4 separate regions of the Mus musculus genome follow, and regions 1, 2 and 3 are each linked to region 4. The links are chromatin contacts, called in public Hi-C, HiChIP or PLAC-seq and promoter capture Hi-C maps. All regions are on one chromosome and are shown on one strand. The core of a region is the stretch at or near the end of the contact, and the rest is flanking DNA. Distances in the headings are between cores, read along the strand shown.

Evidence for each region. A called contact is a pair of places that touch in the nucleus more often than the background predicts. HiChIP or PLAC-seq counts read pairs in DNA pulled down with a chosen protein or histone mark. Capture Hi-C pulls out chosen DNA fragments and counts their contacts.
Region 1: an H3K4me3 HiChIP or PLAC-seq map of embryonic stem cells shows a contact between it and region 4, with 4 times the contacts expected there. The contact joins the enhancer-like site here to the promoter of Slc23a2 in region 4. A contact is called at or near these places in 7 of 39 promoter capture datasets (the C10 cell line, HPC-7-derived erythroid cells, cranial neural crest and 3 more), 9 of 15 datasets of contacts at CTCF or cohesin (CD8 T cells, the G1E-ER4 cell line, the NIH/3T3 cell line and 4 more), 80 of 484 Hi-C or Micro-C datasets (the 63-12 cell line, B cells, the BV-2 cell line and 33 more), 30 of 115 datasets of contacts at active chromatin or transcription factors (CD8 T cells, the SCID.adh cell line, T-cell acute lymphoblastic leukemia and 15 more) and 3 of 9 other capture datasets (adipose tissue, embryonic stem cells and liver).
Region 2: a Hi-C map of CD4 T cells shows a contact between it and region 4, with 2.9 times the contacts expected there. The contact joins the enhancer-like site here to the promoter of Slc23a2 in region 4. A contact is called at or near these places in 4 of 484 Hi-C or Micro-C datasets (B cells, CD4 T cells, the G1E-ER4 cell line and 1 more).
Region 3: a contact with region 4 is called in a promoter capture Hi-C map of liver. The contact joins the promoter of Erv3 here to the promoter of Slc23a2 in region 4. A contact is called at or near these places in 7 of 39 promoter capture datasets (the 3T3-L1 cell line, the C10 cell line, cranial neural crest and 3 more), 1 of 15 datasets of contacts at CTCF or cohesin (the NIH/3T3 cell line), 5 of 115 datasets of contacts at active chromatin or transcription factors (embryonic stem cells and epiblast stem cells) and 1 of 9 other capture datasets (liver).

What each region holds. Positions count from the first base shown.
Region 1 is chr2:131,826,947-131,830,537 of GRCm38.p6, forward strand. All of the region lies in intron 2 of 5330413P13Rik (RIKEN cDNA 5330413P13 gene), which reads right to left. Among named protein-coding and RNA genes, the nearest start is that of 5330413P13Rik, 19 kb to the right of the region's middle. Within about 2 kb of position 1,820, at least 78 of the 459 cell types and tissues checked have an H3K27ac peak or open chromatin away from gene starts, as enhancers often do. A contact at or near this core is called in the 63-12 cell line, adipose tissue, cerebral cortex and 5 more, where this site is marked.
Region 2 is chr2:132,510,866-132,514,312 of GRCm38.p6, forward strand. It overlaps 1700026D11Rik (RIKEN cDNA 1700026D11 gene), which reads left to right. Exons shown (of 4, transcript NR_028286.1): 2 at 1,210-1,352. Among named protein-coding and RNA genes, the nearest start is that of 1700026D11Rik, 22 kb to the left of the region's middle. Within about 2 kb of position 1,691, at least 100 of the 459 cell types and tissues checked have an H3K27ac peak or open chromatin away from gene starts, as enhancers often do. A contact at or near this core is called in B cells and the G1E-ER4 cell line, where this site is marked.
Region 3 is chr2:131,858,471-131,861,923 of GRCm38.p6, forward strand. Erv3 (endogenous retroviral sequence 3) reads right to left here and starts at 1,277. Exons shown (of 2, transcript NM_001166206.1): 1 at 949-1,277.
Region 4 is chr2:132,143,175-132,146,504 of GRCm38.p6, forward strand. Slc23a2 (solute carrier family 23 (nucleobase transporters), member 2) reads right to left here and starts at 1,934. Exons shown (of 16, transcript NM_018824.2): 1 at 1,838-1,934. Gm14051 (a long non-coding RNA gene) reads left to right here and starts at 405. Exons shown (of 3, transcript XR_866753.3): 1 at 405-1,411.

The DNA of each region.
Region 1 (3,591 bases), core at 570-3,069, 320 kb before region 4:
TATATTAGACCCAAGTTCAAGGTCTGCTTTGCTACCAACTTAGCTGTGGGCTATTGGGTAGGTTACTGAGTCTCTCTGAGCCTTCGTTCTCTAGTCTGTAAAGTGAGTGTTGTAATAGAACCTCCCACATAAGGCAATTATGAGAATTAAATAAGGTTCTGTTTGTAAGTCCTGATTGCCATGCCTGGCCCCAGCAACAAAGCCTAGAGGGGTGGTAGCTGGAGATCTTATGATCATCACAAACCCCAAGGCAAGTAAGCAGGAGCCAGAGAGGCGGATCAAGAGCAGCTGCTGCTGAAACCTGGGAGAGAACGGTAGAGCAGGAGGCTAAGCAGGGAGACCTTGAGGGAAGCATACGGCAGCCTGGGTGGTGGTGGTGGTGGTGCTAGTGGTGGTAGGGCAGTTACCAGTGCTGATGGGGGATGGGTGGGTACCAGTGCTGATGAGGTGGGTAACAGTGCTGATGGGGGATGGGTGGGTACCAGTGCTGATAGGGATGGGTGGGTACCAATGCTGATGGGGGATGGGTGGGTAACAGTGCTGATGGGTGGGTACCAATGGCTGGACAGCTCAGAGCCCTCTAGGGAGCAAGAAGGTGGACAGAACTTAGACATATGCCAATCAACATGTCTTCTCTGACTTCAAAGAAAGCAATGTGGATTTTCACATAAAGGCTCAGTGGAAAGATAATGGTAAGGCTTGGGTCTCTCCTCATGAGCAGTGAGAGAGAATGAAACAGCTACAGTCCAGATTCTATACTTAGGGAACAGGGCAGCTTGGGAGGTATACGGAGGAGTGGCATGCTGGTACAGTTTTAAAGGGTGGATGTAGGGGTGGAAGGAGTGGTGGGTTTGCATCTCTGGTGGGGTGCCATACCTGCCCTGGTAAGTGTTAGTAAAATTGAATGACAAGGGTCTACAATTCCCATGTTGAGGTTTCAATAACATTACTTCTCCAAAGATTCCCCAATTCAGGTTATGCTATGCCCCTCAAATAGTATTAAACCAAATCACATCACCCAACACCCCAAATCTTACACTAACACACTTTGGGGGGCCCTTGACAAACTGAGAAGGATGGAGCCCCGTCATCCTGGAGACAAGCAGCTGGAAGGTGTGTGTGTGCAGGAGTCTCTATGAAGACATATAAACAGTCTCTGTCATCTGAGAACAACCGAATACAGAAAGCTTATTTCGTTAGCATAAGAGTGTCAGACACATTGTACCCCATAAATACAAACCATTGTCAATCAAGAGCAAAATTTAAAAACCAACCACCAGGGGGCACTTGCTGAGCATTTTCTCTGAGATGATCTCATTTTCCCTCCGGAAGTCTTGCCCTGATTTTCAAACTATTGCACCATGACAGTGAAAGCCAAAAAAGAAAAAAAGAAAAAAGAAAAGAAAAGAGGAAAAGAAAAAGAAAAAGAAAAAAAGGAAAAAAATCGGTTCATTCAAAGTATCCCAGCCTTGTGGTTGGGCCACCCACTCTAATTTCACAAAGCAGTGGGAGGATCAAGGGACAGCTCCAGTATTGCTTAGCCATGATGGAAAATCAAAGCTAGACTTCCAGTTATCTCTGGAAGAGTAGTGTCCAGTAGCTGTCGGGTAGCCAGGCAGCTTAGAAGGTCACTCTACCCCTCCACCTTTCAAGTTCCTTCAAGCTGTCTTAGGTGCGGTTGGACAGGGGACGTCCTTCCAAATGCAGCCTGTGGGGTTCGGGTTTTTTGGCAGGAGATCACAGTGCTGAATACAGCAGCCCTCTGTCCTCTGTGCGGGCTTCTGTGGAACCTTGGCTTGCGCTCTGGACCGCCTGGGCTCAAGGAAACCATTGCAATAGGAGGAAAGGTCTAAGCAGACCCAGGGTTTTCTTCCTTCCAGGCGCCCTCTGGTGCCGCTGCACACTCAAAGAAAGGCTTCTTTCACCGGCGGCGCTAGGGGAAGTGGGCTCTATTTTCCAGTCAGAAAAGGAATGGGCTGTTCTTTCTTGGTGCTTTGGTGGGATCCTCACGGCCCATCCAGGTAGTTTACATATGAAATGACTCCCCAGCATCCCCAAGCATGGTGCCTGAGACCCAGAAGGCACTTACCCTTTCGTAAAAAAACGCTTTCTTCTACTTCTTAACCTCAGGTGGCCCTGACCTGGCTCTAAGTCACAGGTAATGTCTACATCAAAGTTGGGACTGGGTCCTTGAATATTTCTCTCCAAATGCAACAACAACAAGCCCTGATTCTGTAGCAACGACGGGAATTTTAATGATTAAGTCAAGTGAGTCTTTAAATTACAGATACTAATATAACTGTGTGATTCCCCAATCTGTCCCCAGATTGGCCCTGGATGGTCGCCCAGCCTCCAAGAGAATCAGTTTCCTAAAATGAGAAAGAATTCAAAGTGAAAATGTGAAAGAAAGGGGGGTAGGGGGATAGGGTTGGGTATAGAAGCATATTCCCCTCGTTATTTCATTGTTAGCTGGGGGGGGGGGGGGGATATGTCATGCTGTCATGCTGGAGACCGAACAAAAGAGGAGAATATTCTTATATCAGGCACTCTACCACACACCTCTAACAGGGAGGGTAGCAGAGACAGACTGAGCAACTGTCCTTAGTTGTGTGGGAATTCTCAGCTGGTGAGAATCTGCGGTCAGACAGAGTTTGGGTAGGGGCTCATTTCCTTCCCATATTCTCCTAATTGTCCTTTCCTACTCTGCCTCAGCTTCTCCCTCTGAGACTTAGATCTCTTCATCTTAAGAGTTGATGAAGACTGGCAATCTATCTTCTGTCACCTATATTTCAGGAGTACACAGGTGACAGACTTCTCTTCTAGGATCAAAAGTCTTCCCTAAGGGAGAATAAGAAGGCCTAAGCTTGTAGAGAGAAGATCATCGTTTAGCAGGAATCTTGGCGAAAGGGCATCACCTCTCAGTATAGCAAGACCACACCGAAAATAAAGCACATAGGAGATTGTCAGGTCTAAGACCAGCACTAAGAATAGCAAGGCCTATTTATCACGAGATGCCTGATAATCATTATAATAGTAAATACTTAACACTTAGGGTAGAATCAGTCATAGACTTAATATGAGTTTGTACATATTAGAGACCCGAGTCTCACTTGTCTCTGCACTACCCTTAGGCCATTAAATTAGCTCTTCCTAGTCACATTAACTTTTTGAGTTTAGGAATGAAGATTCCACACTATAAAAATGTATAGGATGTAGTTACACATCAGTTTTAAGAAGGAATCCAATGGGGGGGTGGGGGTGGTATATAGTGTTAGGTTGTAGTCAAGGTATGTTACTGAAGAGGACTAAAAGAAACACAATAAGCAAACCACAGCACAAAGGTTCCAGCTGCCAACAGGCTCCTAAACCGGTTTGATGGATACTGTGTGGGAGACCTAGTTAGTGTGCTTGCTACTTTGTTTGAAGAGAACTTTTAAGTCTTGATTTATGGCATGAACAGCCTTGTCTCTAAAATGGTCTTGAGGCTGTAGAGACTGAGGTGGGATAGATTTGCTGCAGAATAACTTCTCCAGTTATTTTGTTATTTTAGTCGGGGGTGGGGGTGGGGGGGTGGGGGTGAGGCAGGTCTTC
Region 2 (3,447 bases), core at 441-2,940, 370 kb after region 4:
GACTGGAGTGCCCAAGCCTAAATAGGATGTCTTCATCAAACCCCTTCCTTTAAGGCTCGGGGTTCTTTGTGGAAGAGAAGATAGAAAGATAAGAGCCAGAAAGGACGGAGGACACCAAGAAACAGTGGTTTTCAGACACAGCAGGACTGCACACCTATGAACTCAGAGAGACTGTGGCAGTACAAACTGAGCCTACACAGGTCCAAGCCAGACAGGGTGCCAGTACTGAGTGGCAGAAGTGGACACAGGTTCCCACCACTAACCAAGAAACTACCTGCAATTGATATCTACTTGCAAAGGAAAAATTAGTTTTCTCCAGTGGAGCATCACTGAGTGCACCCAGGTGGGCCCCATGCCAAGCGTAGTTGGCCAACACAAAACCAACTCAACGGTGTTTTCGGAGAAGCTTTTTCTTTTAACTCATTTTGCTAGGTTTGGGCTTTGGAGGTGGTTTTTGTTGTTTTTGTTTTTCTGTTTGTTTTATTGGTGTTTTGTTTGTTTCAATTTTTGGTTTTTTGTTTGTTTCTTGGGCTCTTTGTTTTTTAAAGAGACAAAGGGTGTGGAGTAGGGAGGTGGAACAGTAGGGAGAACCTGGGGGGAGTTGGGGGAGGAAAACTTAGAATGTGAAGAAATATGGAAAAAAATGTAATCTTAGGAAATACAAAGAAAATGCAAAACGGCAACAACAAACAACCTAGCCATTACCGCAGTGTGGGGAAGTCAGCCCTGTTCACCACAGCACTGGTGGAGGGCGGGGGGGGGGGGAGGGGGGAGCAGCCCTGTTCATGACAGCACTGGTGGAGGGCGGGGGGGGGGGGGGGGGGGAGGGGGGGGAGCAGCCCTGTTCATGACAGCACTGTGGGGAAGTCATCCCTGCTCTGTCTTTTGACCCATGAACAAAGGCTGTCTTTTCACTTACTTGAAATTTCTTTATTTGAATGCTGCTTTGTATTTTTTGCAGAATATAAATTTTATACTTTTAAAAAATGTATTCCTACATATTTTGCTTTCTGTGATTGCTATTTAAAAAAATAGAACCATTTTCTTAAATTGCTTTTGTTGATAGTATAGAGGAATGGTTATTTTTATATATTGAATTTACATTCTACAGTCTTGACAAGCCATCGTTTTTAGTGACATTTTCATAATTTTCTAGGCATAAGATGAAGTGTCCTGTCAATAACTGTAGTTTTATTTCCTCTTTTTCAGTTGGAATCCTTTTGTTTCTTCTTCTTGCCAACTTTCTTCCTAGAACGTCCAACTCACTGTTGAATAGAAATATCTCTCGAAGGTGGTATCCTCGTCTTCCTGTTCATCTGTGGGCTTTCATGGGTGTCCTCTATCGGCAGGAGGTGTGTTCTCTTTTTGGTCCTCCCTCAACAACTGTTTTCCTTATGAAGAGGCACTAGATTTATGTACCCCATACTTTTTCTGTGTCTATTGGGATGGCCATGTGTTTTTTAAACATTTATCTCATTAAGATGTGCCTTATTAATTTTCTGCATCGGTCTTGTTTTTGAGGTAGCCTGTCCCTGAGTCTAGCCCTTCACATCTTGATGCCTTAGGTTCCAAGGGTGAACCTCAAGTGTTAAGAGGATCTTAATCTTGTGCTGCTGCAAGATCCCTCTGCTATCTCTTTGTTGAAGAGTTTTGAATCTGTATTAGTAAGATGCGTTGGCCTGTGGTTTCCTGTTTGCGTCTTTATCTTTTGACACCAGGCTGAGCAGCAGCTGCGCCCTGGGCTTAAAGGCTCATCTTCTCTCCGTGTGTGTGTGGGGGGGGGGGGGGGCGGGGGGGCCCAGTCTTCAGAGTCAGGAAGTCCCTCTCACGTGGTCGAGTTCCAGAGACCAAGCTCCTGTCGCTTTAGATCCTGAGTGTTGTGGAGGGGCTCCACGGAGCAAGAACCTTCCAAGCCCTCACAGCCTGGAGCACCTCTGGGTCCGTTCAGTGGGAGCGTCTCCAGGAGAGCCCCTCCCTCCCGGGACTCACTTGAAGATGAGCAAACAGCACCAAGCCAGTGAAAACTGCTTCCACGGCTCTGAAGGGAGAGGAGAGGGGATTCCTTGTGCATGGCTTACATCCCCCGTGGGCAGCCATTCTAAAGCACTTGCTTAGACGTGGATAACTCACAGGCACTTCAGGGATGGGATGGAGGACATAAACTGGTGGGGTCACTTTGGCCTTTACCAGTGAAGTGGAGGCTGCAATTTCATAGCCAGACATCTTGACATGGGAACCCGAGGGGAAGGGGGAATCGTCCTCAGCGCAGCAAAGCTGAATGGAACCCAGCTGTACGTTAACGGGAGACATAAACGGCAAACTGTGCATTCATGGGGAAAAGAAACGGCAAAGTGTGCGTTAGCAGGAGAGACAAACTATGGTAGGAACAGTGTGAGAGACCAACGCCTTTGTAGCAGTAGAGATGTGCAAACCAAAAACAACTACATGTTTCGATGTAGCAAAGTCCCTGATAAGGGCTGGAGGGCCACACCCCTTAAAAGATGCACAAAATTGCCTGCACCAAGGCAAAACAAACAAACAAACAAAACAAAACAAACAAAAACTATAGGCAACATATGAAGAAGGGAAAGGATGGAGAATGGGAATTCGCCAGATAGGATTGCTGGGGATGGCAGGGGCGGAAAAAGACTGGAAGAAATAGCCGTGGGGTCTGTATGAGGAGGTGTGTACAGCTGGGCTGGGCACTGTCACAGCGCTGTCATAGTGCCCAGCCTAGCCCAGCTGTCCCTTGCATCATTTGCACAATTTATGTGTTCTTTCAGGTACAGAAAACAATGTTTGATACCTCGATTTTAGGTATCATGAGAGCCTGGGCTATAGCTCTTCTCCCTTCCTCCAGATCCCTTCATGCTAAAAACAGATTTAAACAAAACCCCGCTAAGAGCTAAGACAGCGAGAATGAGCCCCGGGGACTGTACAGAGAGAAGCCCAGAAGGAGAAACTATGCCAAGCAAGGCCTGCTGGGAAGCCACCAGAAAAGCCTCCCCTGGAGAGGGACAACATGACCCAGATTGCTGGAAAAAAAAACAAAAACAAAAAAAAAAAACAAAAAATAAAAAAACCCTACAGTCCAACCATCCTGAGATCTGTGTCCTCACAGAACGGAAGGAAGACAGCAGGGTACTTTGGCAAGGAGTTGGTAGAGCCGGCGACATGGCAGGTGTGAGGGGGTGGAGGACAGATCTCTGAGAGAACTTGGTCTTCTGAGAGCCTCTGGTGCAGATGGATGAGGAGGTGTGGCTGCTTCTTCCCCGCCCCCATGCCCTCCCCCTCAGGAGCAGGAGAGGTAAACCATGAGGATTGATGCATGTTGCCACCAGACCAACTTAAAGGGCTGGTTAGGTGACAAGCAGTCTCTGACTCTACAGTCACTGGTCACTCAGGCTGGGTCATGGCCGGCTACCTACCTGTAAACCAGCCAGGGGC
Region 3 (3,453 bases), core at 27-2,526, 290 kb before region 4:
TTCCCAGCTTCCTCATCCTGAGTGGCCCCTGAGTGTGTGGAGATCTCTTTCAAAGGGAGGATAGCTGTAGGCAAAGACCTGGGGGAAGCATGGCAGGGGCATGGTAGGATGTGTCTTGAGAGGGGAGCCATGGTGACTCTATCCTACCTCAGTGAGAGCAGGCAGGGATGCAGTCTGTAAGAGAAAGGAGGAGGATAGTGAATGGCCAGGAGATGGGTCAGGAAGAGGTCCCACCCCGGGTGTGAGGGGACTCAGGATGCCTCTGGTGTCACAGTCCCTGGCTGGTGCCCCAGCCACACAGGGTGGTGGTCCATCTTCTTCTGATGGGGATGGTAGGGGCTGGAGGCTGAAATTTGTCCCACCCCTTGGTCTTTAATTCTTCTGAAACAAAACTGGCGTCATTAGGGGACTGAGTTGGCTGCTACTCTCTCATCTGGGATAGAAATTCCTCACCAGGAACCCCCAGGCCAGAATGTTGCCTAGTTGGTCCCGGTTTCCTGGTTTTCTAAAGACCTCCTGTTGCACTCTGTAAACAAGAGAAAGTTTGAAGAAGCCTTCAGCAGGCCAGCCCACCTGAAATGAAGGCTAAAGGAGGGAGCAGAAGACAGTTAGTTTTCCTGAATAGCTCTGTTCTCTGCACTCCTGGGGCTTTTCTCTGGAAGTCCTTAAAATGCAACTTCCTCAGATCTCAGGGGGGGTTTCTGGGTGGAAGGTTTTTTCCCCCATCTTTTCAATTTCTTCAAGGACAAGAAATGACACAAAAAGTAAGGCACACAACACAAAGCCACAGTGTTCTCCCACTTGGCACTAATGCTTCTCGTCAGCCTTCCCTTGCCTCCAGAAGGAAGCAACTAGGGCCCAGTGGTTCCTCTGACTCAGGAATTAACTCTGCGTCCAGCTTTCCTATGAATCTCACAGACAGATGCCTGCTACCAGCAGTAACTTTACCTCTGAGAGGGCTCCCGATGCCACTCTTCTACAATCCAGGCATGGAGAACCTGTCGACGGCCACCTCTAAATGTTAGGTTTATCCAAATGTTCTCAGCTTCCAGAAGACCAGACTCCTCAGTGGAATCTAGGTGCTGAGGGCTGGTGGCTCCTTCGGCTTGAGAAAAGTCTTGGCTCTCAGTACACCGAAAGCCCTGGGATCAAGGCTGATCAGCAAAGAACGTGAATCGGGCTGAACGCCTGGATCTCCGTGGAGTCTCCTGATGTTCTGGACCTTTATTAGATACTGGCCAGCTACACACCGGAGACTTGGGATTCTCAAAGTGTGTTCCCAGCTACTGTTAGTCTGGGGTTTATAAAGGCAAAAAACCACAGGTTACAATGTGGGGGTTGAGTTGGCACACACGCTGCCTACATGCAGGCAGAGCTAAACTTTTATTACCGATGCCTTGCAGATGCCTTGGTTATCTTGAGCAATCAAGCGTTTGGTACAGAAGTAGAATCAGCAGTTAGCCTTGTGACCCATTATCGTGTAAGAACAGCAGAGGCAGTCAAACTTTTTACAACATCAGACAGTTTTAGGAACAGCCCAAATACTCCAGGAAGTTATCCATCTTGGGAGTGTTAGCTGACAGGGTAACAAAAACTTTACAAAAACTTACAAGGTAGAGAGCAATTGTACATAATGTTGGCCATCACACTGCCAGAATCTCACATAGTATAGGAATGGTCTGCTAAAGACAGCAGCCCCAGGCCCCATCCCTCAAGGTTACTGCTGGAAATAGTGGAATCTGCAGGTCTGAGAGAGGGGACTGAGAAACTGGTGGGTAGCATGCTGAATCGCACCTGTACCTTGCGACCTCGAGAACAGTGATGGTCAAGAACTCACATCCCACACTCTGCTTCTTTGTGAGTGAGAAATGGCTTACTACAAAGGACTCTGCTGTCCCTGTGACTTGGATAAGATTCCAGTTGACCTCTTGTCATCCAGACAAAGCCAAAAGGACCTCCTAATTTTCATTCTTAGCCTCCTAAATGATTTCCTAACCTAGACATGGTACCTTCCACCTGGAATCCCTGCACTCCAGAATCTGATGAAGGATGATGAACTCAAGGTTAACCTAAGCTATATAGCAAAAACTATCTGAAAGAGAAAGGAAAAGAGTCAAAATAAGTGATTTCTTGGCCTGTTTGCCTCTACCGATCAGTCAGAACACAATTGGTGACAGCCAGACGCCATTTAAGGTCCTCAACTCCCCTGCAGGTCTCTGAAATTTGGTCTGCCTTCAACAGGAGAAGCATATCACCCTCCCGATGAGAAGGTGCCCTAAGTACAGCATCCTCAGACTCTGACAGGCCATGCTGATGAGAACAGGATACAGGAACTGATTGGGAAGATTTCGGGACAGAGACTCGGAACACAAATCATTCTCATTCTATAATGCCCTTGGTTGTGTCTTGGCTGGAGGCCTGGCAAGTCAGACGAGGGCTCAAATTCTATATCCAGCTTCTCATAAGTGAGCTACCCTGTCTGGAGGCTGTATACAAAGAGTGTGACCCGAACTCCAGTCCAGAAGCTAAACCCTCTGGACAGTTTTGGAACTGGTCCTCTAAACTTCCATGATGGAAATGAGTTATAGCTATTGTTCAGTTTCAGCCTGTCTCCTAAGTGATTTTAGAGTCTTAACACTTGAGGTAAAATGTTACAATAGTCTTAGAGGCCATTAAGGCTCTGTAGAGGCCCATTAAAGAAAGCTATTTCTTCCCTGTAAGAAGAATGGAATCTATCACAGGACCTGGGTGGAGATGACATTCTGATAGCTCCAAAGAGTAGAACATTGCATATACTGTCTCCTCCTTTAAGAGTCAATCCATCTGGGGCAGTCAATTGCCTAGCTAAGAGACCAACCCTCAGGAAATGATAAATTGAAAGCCATGGTAAGGAGAGGGAGGAATAATTATCCCCCTAATGAGAAAATGCCCTTGTCCTTCCTGGAACCCTGAAGTGGGCTCCACAGAGTTTCCACAGCTAAGTCCTCAGCCTAAAAGTCAACTTACTCCTTTTATTCTTCTTCCTTTTCTTCCAGATACTCGCAGAAGCCTAAGCATGCTTTCCTAAATACTGGGGGCTTCCTCACTCTGTTTCTCAAAGGCTCCCTCCTCTTCTGCCTCCTGCTTTCTATCATGATCCTTCTAACAGCTGCTGAGATCTATGGCTTGCCTGCTCTGTTTGTCTCTTAATAGCAGCTAGTGAAATTGTCCACTGACGAAATTGTTAGGCTCTCTCCTAAGTTTGTTTCTAAATTCTATTAATGAAATTAAGAACCCAAGAGGAATACTCCCCACAACCACCCACACTGGCCTGCCTTCACCCTCTTCCCTGTCCAGGTTCTTCCTGGCTGTACTAGTTCAATCTTCCCCGTGAAAAACAAAAACAAAACAAAACCCTTTTGCCTAATCTTTGAGAGCATTGTTCTTCTGACCTCAGTCTTGACATCTCTTTAG
Region 4 (3,330 bases), core at 684-3,183:
ATTTACATCACCACACCCAGCCTAATTGCTTTTTAGTAGAGGTTTTAATCTCAGCATAATGTGCCATACTCAGAAAACTAAGTACCAGGCAAGTATCTGGAGTAAGGGGCAAGGGGTGGAACTTTAAACTGGACCTTAGAAGCTCTCCCTGACTTTGAGGCTGGCCTGGAGCAAGTTTCAGGTCAGCCAGGACAAAAAGAAAAAAAAAAAAAAATGCCACTCAAACACCCACTTTCTTTCCTCCCTTTTTTTTTTTTTTTTTTTAAGGTGGTGGTGGTCAAGACAAGGCTTCTCTGTGTAGCCCTGGCTGCCCCGAAACTCACTCTGTAGAGCAGGCTGGCCTTGAACTCAGAAATCCTGCCTGTGACTCCTGAGTGCTGGGATTAAGGATTCGTGCCACCACCGCCGGGCAAACACCTACTTTCTTACAGAAATTACTTCCCACAAGAATAAAACAGTGGTGGGAGTCGGGGTGATGGAAATACTCTGGTATAAAAAGAAAGAATCAGTTAACAGTTGAGCAAAAGACATTGTCTAGAGAACAGATACCTCATGCCTCGCTGATGTCTGCCTGAGGATGCTCAGGGCCTCCTTTTAACTAACTACCAGGTGTGTCATGAGTGCTAACACGGTGGACAGCCTCAACTGCCCAAAGCTATTAACTTTTGGATGAGCTAAGCATAGAGAGTAGTTCTAAAGTGACCCTGATAAGGTCAACTATAACCCAGCAGAGAATCCTGAACTTCTAAGAGGTGAAGAAGGCCTCTCACAAACTTCACCAGAGTCAAACACCTTAAAGGAGCAGGCCAGCAAAGTCACACAAGATGAAAGGGCAGATGAGAGAAACGGAGCAGGTGAGGCCTCAGCCCAATAGCACTCAAACAAAAAACAGAAAAATTTCAGCCACCTAGCCTAGCCTTCAGAAAGGAGAAAACTGCCTAAGGGAAGTCACATGGCCAGTTAATGACAGCTCAAACCAGGCTGTCTCAGGACTCAGATACCAGATCCTCACATCCCTGGCCGCCTTAGTTCAGAGGACCCAAGCGTCAGAAGGGATAGCATCTTCGCCATCATCCGGTCTCCCAGCACCGCAAAAAGCAGACTAACAGCTACTACAAATGCCCCAACCCCAAGTAGCCTTCAAAAAGCTAACTTTCTTCCCTGTGCACTTGCCCTCACCCCTTGCGCTGAAAATCAGGAGTTTCCCATCAGACCCGCTTAAAGCCCCTCATCCGGAATGAAGGCCGAGTTCCCATAGGCTACACATCTAATGGGACATCTCCGGCCAAACGATGAAGACAATTCTTCACCTTCAAGTTATCACACTCCAATGTCAATTTCTCGGTCAAGAGCGCAGGCAACAAGGCGACCCCGGACCCCTGCGGGGCAGGCCAGCGTGAAAGGTCGCAAGGTTGGTGCAGCGGCATCTAAAATTACTCCGTGTCGCCTTCCGCAAAGAGGGAAGGAAGCCAGACTGGAAACAGCACCGCCATCCCCCGCCCCTCGGGCTGACCCTGAATCCCCGGGCGCGGGGATGCGGGGCGCACCACCTGGGGAGGGGCGCGCAGCAAGCCACGCAGCACGGCGAGCCCACGGTGGCTGTCCCGGGGGCACCCGGCGGGGCGGCAGTGAGCGCCGGGGACGCACGGCCTGACACTGCAGCCGGGGCCGCCGGGCCGCGCGAGCCGGCGTGGGGGCGCAGGCCGCGCCGCGGGTGGGTGACAGCGCGCGGGGGCCGCGCGGGCCGGCCTCGTGGGCTCGGCGAGCAACCGGGGCTGCCGGCAGGTGCTGCCGCGGACCCGGCGTGGGGCGTGGGGCGCGGCGGCCCGGCTCTCACCTGCCTGCAGCTCGCTGGGCTCGCGTCCCGCCGATCGCACCGCTCGCGCCGCAGTGCCTGCCGCCGCCTTGGGTCCCCGCGGCAGCCGCCTGCAAAATGGCGCCGCGGAGGGGCGGGCCGGGGGCGGGAGCCGCGCAGCCGCCCGCCCCGCGCGCCGGCCCCTCCCCGCCCGACCCCCGGCTCCGCCCGCGCGCCCCGGGGCGCCGAGCCGCAGACCCTTCCCCACACACCTGCTCCGGGGGGGCCGCCTAGGATGCTCGACGCTCGCAGGCTCTCCCCTTCAGAGCCTCCTTTCTACCCTGCAGGACCCCAAGCCCTGCAGTAGCTGTGGGGTGACAGCGAGAGGGGTGCAGTGTACCCGGCTCAGTGGGTAACCCGCTTTAAAGCAATTTCGCGGCGTATCCAATTGGGCCGTCAGGCTTCCGAACTCGCTGGGGAAAGAGAGCCTCCTTGCTTATGCTGACGCGGGAGAAGACACACCAGGCTTGATTTCTCTGGGGCGTGTGTTCTGATAGAGCGGGTTTGGGGGCAACCTGCTATTCTGTATTTCTCAAGTGTACCCCCCAAGGAATGCCTGCTGGATGGGCACTTAGGCTGTGAGTCAAAAGGCCGCGTGTCAATAAACACATAGCACTTAGGCCGGGCAGTCTTGCCCAGGGGGGCATCATTAAAACTGGGTACCACCCCCAGCGGTGCTGAAACTGAAGTGTGGCTTCGAAATTTGCATTTCCAGGAAGTTTCTAGGTGATGCTGCAGGCGGTGGTCTAAGATACTAACTTGTAACTAAACCACGTTCTTACCTCCACCAAAACAAACAAAACCCTAATAATTAGCTCTCTCTTCTGTCTTCCATCTTGAAACCACTGTCTTGGTTGTTTTTCTAACCCAGTAATTCCTTTCATCCCCAAGCAACTCCGGAGAGCCATAAAGAATGGTCGACCACAGCTGACCTCATCTTTAAAAACAAAAAGCAGATTTTATTCCTGAATTGTTTATGTTTGGCAGTCTTGAGGACTGGTAGCACACTGATCAATAGAGGCATGCCGTAACCAGCAAAGACGGGCATTTTATAAAGTAGGCTAGTGCGGACGAGCTGAGAGAATCAATATATAATTCTCTAAGTCTCACACTAAAATAAAACCAGTGAGGCTTAGTGGTGCACACCTGTAATCCCGGCATTTTGCAGGCAGAGGCAGGAAGACGATGAATTTGAAGTCAGCCTGGGCTACTTAGACTCCTGTCTCAAAAAAAAAAAAAAAAAAAAAAAAAACCCTAAAAAACAGTAAGTTGAATTGTAAAATCCAGCATACCCTGGAAGACCATAGGTTAGTATTTCATCTTCACTGAAGATGAAGAAAAGAGATGATTCTGTAACCAGCACCAGAGAAGCACACAACTCTTTCTATGCCAGAGTTTCCAGCCACCCTTAAAAACATAATGTGTGTGTTCTGCTCCACAATATGGAACCTTTTGGAATAGAAGGCCTGTTCCAA